Regions from separate parts of the Rattus norvegicus genome. Here region 2 is linked to region 1. Evidence: chromatin contacts called from public HiChIP or PLAC-seq data. All regions are on one chromosome and are shown on one strand. Each heading gives the region's core, a stretch centred on a gene start, on an enhancer-like site or on the middle of the called end of the contact. The rest is flanking DNA. Distances are from core to core; before and after follow the strand shown. Region 1 holds the start of Ccdc186 (coiled-coil domain containing 186). Region 2 holds the start of Afap1l2 (actin filament associated protein 1-like 2).

What was found. HiChIP or PLAC-seq counts read pairs in DNA pulled down with a chosen protein or histone mark.
Region 2: an H3K27ac HiChIP or PLAC-seq map of oligodendrocytes shows a contact between it and region 1, with 9 times the contacts expected there. The contact joins the promoter of Afap1l2 here to the promoter of Ccdc186 in region 1. A contact is called at or near these places in 2 of 12 Hi-C or Micro-C datasets (mammary epithelial cells and psoas muscle) and 1 of 1 datasets of contacts at active chromatin or transcription factors (oligodendrocytes).

Annotation. Positions count from the first base shown.
Region 1 is chr1:265,875,345-265,879,363 of GRCr8, reverse strand. Ccdc186 (coiled-coil domain containing 186) reads left to right here and starts at 2,233. Exons shown (of 16, transcript NM_001427749.1): 1 at 2,233-2,444. It also overlaps a transcript of Tdrd1 not described here.
Region 2 is chr1:266,063,244-266,067,643 of GRCr8, reverse strand. It overlaps Afap1l2 (actin filament associated protein 1-like 2), which reads left to right and starts at 1,701. Exons shown (of 20, transcript NM_001305184.1): 1 at 1,701-2,124. The coding sequence starts at 2,109.

The DNA of each region.
Region 1 (4,019 bases), core at 984-3,483:
TTGATATTTCTAAATCCAAATGTAAGATTGCTCTAACTTTAATTTTTCAAAACCTATTTTTAATGATGGTTCTTAAACACTAACCTTCTTTGTAGCCCACCACCCACCAGAGGTAATGGAAGAGAAAGGATATGGGGAATTGGACCTGTTTAAAAAGGTTCTTTGGAGCGAATCCCAACTGGGTTGTATGGAAATCCGAAGTTCAGTTCACAGGTCAGCAGCAGCAGCTAGATCTACCCGCAAACACTTCATGGATACACCAGCAATCCAGTTCTGTAGTTGGGATAGCAAACAGGAATCAGCAGCAGGGGCGCTACCTAGCAGAGATAGCCAGGCCTCACTCAGCCTTGGCTTCAAGCAGAACATCCTTTCTCCTGTGTCTGCTTCAGTGAAACATCCCTTCATGAGTCTGCCTTAGCCTTTCACGCCTGTGTCTACTTTAAAGAAACACTCCTTCACGTGTTCATCCCAACAAAACATCATCCGACAAAACTGACTTTCCAAAGAACCCTTAGAGTTTCCACTTTAGATTGCAACATTTCAATCTCATCTCTTTGGTTTTAGACCAGTATTTCTTTTCTCTTATGATTAAAAAATTAGTTTCCCAGACATACTTAATACATTTTATTACCAGTTATAAGTTCTGAAAGACATTTCAGGAATAATGCTAGGGTTACTTCTAACAATAGGAGCCTATAAACGACTCAGTGTTTCTGTCCTTCCAGTCCTTTTGTAACAACATATCTTACTGGTAATGTTTAATTAAAGTCAAACCATTCTTTTCCCCAAAACAAGAAAGCCCATGTATGTATATATGTATGTATGTATGTATGTATGTATGTATGCATTTATAAAAAGGGTCTCCTGGAGGTTAAGCTCTAAGTGGTTCCTATTTGCACCTCCCAAATGTCTGGATAACAGGTGTAAGCCACTACTCCTGGCTCAACCCATAATTAGGGCCTCAGTGCTGTGAAGAAACACCATGACTAAGGCAACTCTTATAAAGCAAACATTTAGTCGAGCCTGGTTTACAGGTTCAGAGGTTTAGTCATTACCATCATGCTGGGGAGCACAGCAGTGTGCAGGCAGACATGGGGTTGAGAGAGAAAGCAGAGAGTTCTACACCTTGATTCCAAGGCAGCAAGGAGGAGACCGCCTGTCTCACAGTGGGCGTGGCTAAAGCTTTTCTATGAGCCCTCAAAACCTGCCTGCACAATGACATATCTCATCCAACAAGGCCACACCTCCTAATTGTGCCACTTCCTATAGGCCAAGCATTCAAACACAGGAGCCTATTCAAAGCACTATGGCACCTTAATTGTAAAATGTGCTGTAATTACATTACCATAATTTGAAGAGGGAGGCCATGTTTTCTGATTAAAAAAGACGGAGGGTAAGTAATATACCACGTTGAAGTTTTTCCTCCTCAGTGATTATGAAAGTAGTGTTAACAGTAATATGTTTTTTGATTTACAAACTTGCCATTAAAGATGAGTCTTTTATCCCTTTATGTCTATACCGTTCAAAACGTCAAAACATCTTTTTTTTCTGAACAGAAGTGGTTTGCAAAATCTCCAAACTAAAACTGCTCACCTTCCCTACCTCCCCTAAGTGGGTTTAGTCACTATAATATACACCCTTCTTACAACCAGATGGGATACCCAGCCCCCGGAGCGGGGGTGGGAGGGCTTAGAACCTCTTCATGAGCGCATCAACAGCTTACTAGTAAACGGGTGCCACTTGCAGACTTCAGGGCAAGGATATTATGGAAACCCTGCAGAGCTCTACTAGGGATGAATGCTTGAATGCTCACATCCGCCGCTCCTCTGGACTTGGCTCACCCCATGGCCAGTGCAAAGTTTGCACCATCAGAACGGGGAAGCCATAATCTCAAGTTTTCTTTTATTACTTTATGCCACTGACTGACTCATTAGATGACCGGCCAAAGGGTGAGGAAGAAAGATATAGCAACTTCCTACCGACAGAAAGCACAGGCTTGGGGCGGGAAAGGGAAAGAGTGACCTAACTGGACAAGGGCCAGTAAGTCAGCCTGCCACAGCCTCCTTGGGAGTAGAGGTGGCGCCGAGACGCTGGGCGGGGCCTCTAGAAACCGCCGCGTCCGGAGGCGGTGCCTCGAAACCAAGCCCACCTCCAGGTACTTAGCGTCACGCGGTCTGCGTCGCACTGATTGGCTCCCTCAAGGAGCCCCGCCCTCTCAGCTGTAGCCGCGCCGGCTTCGGCGTCGCCGCCATCTTTGTTGATGTGTCAGCTCCGCGGGGGTTTTAGGGGTAAACCTCGGCTGAGAGCCAGGAATCGGCTGTGGTCTCCGCGAGTGACTTCCTCACCCACTCCGCGTCCGCTAGACGCTGCCATGGATTCGCCGGCTCCGGAGCCGGAGCTTCATCGGCCTCGCTAGGGTGCGGCCCGGGACGGGGCGACGGACGGTGAGTAGCCGAGGGGCGTCCGGGACGGGCGCCGGGGGCTCGGCGGGCGTCGGTCTGCGCGCGTGGACGTGACGGGGTGCTAGCTCCGAGAGGTACGCGACTCCACGCGTGGACGTGACGATGCTGGCGGAGCCCTCGGGGGCTGTGCCTGGAGCGCGGCCGCTCCCCCGCTGCACCTGCGCGGGATCTCCGGGGATGCGGTTAGCAGCGTCTGGCTTTTCCAAAGATACCAATGTATTTCATGAATCTTGGTAGGGCAGTCAATTCGGATTTATTTGTCTCCTTCTACGTATTCTCAAAGTAGCAATCCCAGGGAAACAGCCGAGGTACCGATGGCTCAGCTAACAATTTGTAACTTGTTAAATATCCACATCTTGATTTTTACTTAGAGAAGAGACTCGGGTTTCTCTTTAGAGAAGAGACCCAGAACACCTGAGCTTGAGTCCTGTGGCTTCCGTTTGTTAGAGTCAGAAAAGAGTATAGTAAAAATATGACATCGGTTTATCAGACCCTGTGTCACATTCCTTTGATGCTCAGACTTTTCTTCTGAAGTGATACACAGGATGCTTGTCTGAGGAAAATGTGAAACAAATCAGTATGACAGCGTTTCAAAGGTGCCCGTGTAGCCACCCAAAGGAAAATCAGTCTGTTAAGTGTCAGGTTTATTAGTGTGGATGTGGTCTCTCCAACTGTAACTACACCTTTGTATTTGTAGTGTAGATATTGTGAGGGAGATTAAGGACCCGGAAACAAGTGATATTGAAACTGCTATCGTATGTATGAAGTACACCGAGTACAGACACTTTGTTAATTAATGGTTACACAAATGAAACAACAGAAATGGTTGGCCTACATCTTTTATTGTTCCTTTTTGGTCTTTACTTGTTCAGGAAAGATTTTGGGAAGGCCGTAATCTTGTTCTGTTACCCATGCCTTCTCCTTTGTAACGTCTAAGTAAATATAATTTTGGAAGACTACCAGAAGATGCACGGACTGTGTTTAATTTTTTAAAGGCTTTTTCTAATTCAAAATAATAAAAACTTAAGGTGTTTGTTTGTTTTAAGAACAGGTTCCATGGGGTAGGGTTGACATTTCTGAGTCTGATTTTTTGCAGATTGAAAGGCTGTGTGATAGAAGAGGAACCACTCATAAACCTTTAGTTCCTTCACATGGGATCCAAAGAGTTCTCCATTGATGCTGTGCAGTGCGGCATGCTGCTGGCTTAGCACGTTCAGCTCTGAAAGCCCGTTTATAGTTATGTGGTGACTAATAAACAGAACACTCAACCAGTGATGGTTGGAAGCACAAGCAGCCCTACTGAGAAAGCTCTTTTCCATTTGAAAGGTATTAGCATTCTACTCTGGCATACAAAAGTTATTCAACTCAGGTAAAGAAAGAATAGTTAACTTCAAATTCTGGTTGGTTGGTTTGTTTTTTCATTAATAAAACTAAGGTTTTTCTTATAATTTTTGTCTTTAAACATCTAAGGTCAAATTTTGATTTTGCTCATGAATTTCACTTCACTTATAATATTCAGTTTTTATTTTTTATTTTAGAAGCAGCAATAGGATAGAT
Region 2 (4,400 bases), core at 452-2,951, 190 kb before region 1:
GATTCAGGGAAGCTATTTAGAAACAAGGAGAGTTTAAGGAGCTTGGCCTAGAAGGGGGTGCCACACTTTCTTGAAAGGCAGAGACAGAAGGTATCAGAGGATTTTCTGGGGACAGCACTGTCCAGTTAATGTCACAGGGAAGCCTGAAGGAAAGGCTGTGAGGGCAGTAGGAGTCAGGAAACCTGGGTTCTGCTTGGTTTGTGTCCTAGCTCTGTAGGACTCTGGGCAAGTCTTCTCACTTCTTTGTGTGATCATTTGTAGAGTGGAGACTCTTAATCCTAGTGATATCTGCCAGTGCTGGACCTTGTAACCTTCAGTGAGAAGGTTAGCTCATAAGTACTGCTGGGTGGGTCCCGGACCTGCTTACTCAACTTCAGCAGGCAGGGCAGAAGTCTAGCCAAAAGTGACCAGTGACCACAGACTTGAGGCTTCTTTCCTAAAACTGAACATTTCAAAGAAAACCTAGGGCTCCACTGAGAGTGGTCTGGAACCACCACAGAACAGAGGGTGTGTGCCATGCTGGGCCATTTGCAAGAGGAAGAAAGGAAGGCGGGAATGAAGTAGGAGATCACCAAGGCAGAAACAGCTGTTTGACTCTGATGGCCACTGTGCAGGAGGCCAGCAGAACACCTCCTCCTTCTTGCTACCAACTCTCCTCTCTCTCTCTCTCTCTCTCTCTCTCTCTCTCTCTCTCTCTCTTTCTCTCTCTCTCTCTGTGTGTGTGTGTGTGTGCATGTGTGTGTGTATACTTGCATATGTGTTCATGTGCATCTGGCATGTGGAAGTCTCTGACCCACACACATAGACTTGGAAGTAGGTATCCCTAAGGTTCCTACCACGTCACATTGTGCCCCCCCCCTCCAAACTTGTTTCCGCTACAGGAGACAGATAATGACATGCTACCTCATGGTGAACGGGCAAACTGAAAGGCTGGGGCACACCGGCCCTGAGCAAGGCTCCTGGCTGACGAGGAAGGCTCTGTTCATGTGAGCTGCTGCTCTAACTAGGAAAAATGTTTGTGCAGATTGCTGGGCAGAAGATCTCCAGAGATCAGAGCTGACTCTGCTGCTCCAAGGAAGCATGAAGGGGGTCTTTCAGAAAATAACAGATCATCCCTAAGTGTTTATTCCAGGAAGTTGGGAAATTTGTCAAGAAACCAAGCATCCAGCACATAGCACAGTTTAAAAAGTGAAAACCCGAAGATTTAAAAGAAGATGTGGATCTTTGGGGAGGATTTAGGAGTTTGAAAGGACTGGAGAGATATCAAAAGAAAAAGATGAAGTATGCTCCTAGGTGGAAATACCACCGAGTAGACAGACAGACTCATCTACCTCACGACAGGTGCCATCTTTCCCGGAAGACCAGGCTTGATGAGGAGACTCCAGACACTATAATCCTCCCCAGGAAAGCCTAGGCTACAGACGCCCATAAAATCTGGGATCAGGGAGCAGGCTGCAAGTAGGAGTCTTCCTGTGCTCTAAAGTGAGCGTGATCTACAGGTGCCAGGAAAGGTGGACTGAGAGCTGGTGGCCATCGGTGGCGAGGGCTAGACTTCTTAGTTGAAGTGCATCCGGGAGACCCCAGAATACGGGCGCACTGGCTTGAGTAGTCAAGCAGGAGGCGCTCTAGGCCCATCTCCACCTCTCAGTTGGCCCTCAGTCTCCTCCTCCCGGCATTGGGTTCGCAGTCCCAGTACTGGAGAAAACAGATCTTAGTGGAGACCTATGGGAGCTTGCTGGTCCCGGAGTCTCCCCCGGGCTTTAAGAACGTCCCAGGCTCTTTTTTCCTCCGCGGCCGCCCTCGGGCCGACTTGGAGGAAGTGATCTGCGTTCCGGGCGGGGAGCCCAGTGTGGGGTGCGCGAAGACCGGAGCGCCGACTGTCCTGACAAGCTGCGGAGATTCCTGGCGGGGTCCAGGACAGCTCGCCCGGGTGGAGTCAGGATCCGAGGACTAGGGGCGCGGCGGCCACTCCGGGAGGTCGGGAGGCGAGCGTGACCTCACTGGGAGGGGCCAGCGCGCAGCCAGGGCTCGGAGCCCAGCGCGGAGCCCTGCGCGGAGAACTCAGCGCGGAGCAGATAGCAGTGCCGAGAGCGCACACCGCGCCGGCGATGGAGCGCTACAAAGGTGAGGGCGCAGGGCGCACCTACTTGCTCCGGGTCTCCGGGATTCAGGTGACCAGCACGGACTGTCTACGCCCAAGGGACTTCAGCCCTAGAGAGGGCGACCGAGGCGCTACGGTGGGCTTTCTAGGCAAAGAATGCGATCCGTGCTGTTTGATATTCCTGGGCACCTAGGGCAGAGGTTTCTGCCTGGAGATCAAAGTGAGGCTTCTCACCTGTTGGAGAACCGAGGGTGTGTCCCGAGCCATCCGGTCACCCTCAGCTTTCCTCGGGGAAAAGATGTCTACTACCGCTGAGGGGGGCCAAAGTAAGGTCTCAACAGTAAGGAGCTGCTAGGGGCAAAGGGGCGAGTTGTAGGGTCCTTTCGAGGGATGCTACCATGTAGAGAGGTTTCTTGCAGATTCCCAGAAAAGCCTTGTCCGGTGGCAAGAAAAATCCCTAATCTGGTGGGGTGGCATGGTAGTCTGTTCTTGGCTCGGTCCGGCTCTCCCCCACTTTGTAGCCGTGCCTCCCCATGCCCTTTGCGGACCCTGCACTCCAAAGCTGCGTGGGGGTGTGGGTTAGCAGCCCAATGGGCTGCCCAGCAGGTGGAGCGCCTGTAGGCGTCCTGGCAGTTGAACGAGCTTGGATTTGGCTCTATCCAGGGATCTTGGCCAAACCATGGTGGGAGGGCCGGTCCGGATATGCCCGAAGGGTTTTGGAGCCTCGAGGCTGGAGTCCAGAAGCCTGGGATAGTAGGTCTTTTGAAAAGGGGGTTCAAGGTGCTGCCCCTGAAACGGATATTTCGGCGCGCCTCTACATGCTTCCTTCTGGGAAAAGCCTCTTGTACTCACTTCTTTTCAGGGATTGTCTAAGCTAAACCTGCGAGAGGAACTTCTGCTTCTGTATTTGTTTTCCCATGGGAGTGTGATTAAGGCGAACGCTCTGATTGCCAAGGAATCTCGCCCTCCCTCTATGGTTTCTTATTTATTTATGGAACTCACATAAGGGACTTGTGCAGACAGGCTTTAGTTCCCTAAAGTAGTAAGTCTTTCGACTTTTGCGTTTTTCTTCTCCTCAGGATCTTTAGCCACGAGTGACTCACCTGTAAATGCAAGGTCTAGGCACTGAAGTCAGCGGGGTGGGGGAGGGGTGCCAGAGGAAATCACTTCTGTTCCTTTCAGTGGCTAACCAGGTCTTATCTTAGTTCTGATGGAATCTGGTCAGTTTGTGAGGGGAAAGGCTGAAGTTGCCCTCATGCAATCTCAAACACTGGCAGCCACAGCACCTCTCTTGGTAGAAGGGGTAACATGTTGCTCCACCCTGGGCCTCCACACTGAAGGAGGGAATCTGGGACAAGGGAGGGGACGGATTGGGGCCTTGGGTGTCCCCTCACTGAAAATACAGACTCCAAGATCGCTTCAGCTCTTTGGATTGTGAAACTGAAGCAGAAGTTGCCCCCCCAAACTTCTTTGCCCAAGCAGCGAACTGGTTCAAGCTAGAGAACAGGCAGCAGGTAGGCTGCTGTGCACCCAGAGTTTGGGAGCAGGTGTTTTGGGTAAATAGTTTTTGAATTGGCTCGTGACAGGATGAAGTTTGCTCAGTTTATCTTTCTCTCCTGGGAGCTGATAATCTTCCTCTACCGGGATCCCAGCTAAACGAAGGGGACTTGGTTTCAGGTCAGGGTGCTTGTGTTTTGGAAAAGATGCATGCCTTGGAGATGAATGAGTGCATAGGCTTGAGAATCACCTGGATTGCAGAAGAGAATACACGTGGCCTTCTTCACTTCCACTCTGGGGAAACATGACTTCAAGTCTCACATGATGTCATGCTGTTAATATCTGCTAATTTTTTTCTGGGAAGAATGTATGTGTGTGGGGGGGGTGGAGGTTCCATTCTCTGTTCTCAGGAGAGGCAGATGAGTTGCGCCTTGGAAACTCATAGCCAATGCCAACTCTCTCATCTGTGTAAAAGCCCAGGGTTAGAGAACTTGCCTGGCATGTGCGAGAGCCTGGGTTTTAGTTTCAGTGCACACCCACCCCAATATTTTTAAGGTAGGACTGAATAGTTGCAGAATAAGTAGGTGTGGTGGTTTCAGTGGTAATGTTGAACAGGAAAACAAGATTTATCTAGGCTCTTGTAAAAATGACCAAAGAGAATTCTCATGGCGTCTGCCATAGTTTTAAACTTAAACACTTTGATATTTCCAATTTTAAGCTCTCTTCCCCTACATGGCTAGAGTTGCTCATTCTTCAGAGTCCAAGAGCACTGTCTCTGACTTGAAAGACTTAGAAAGCTACT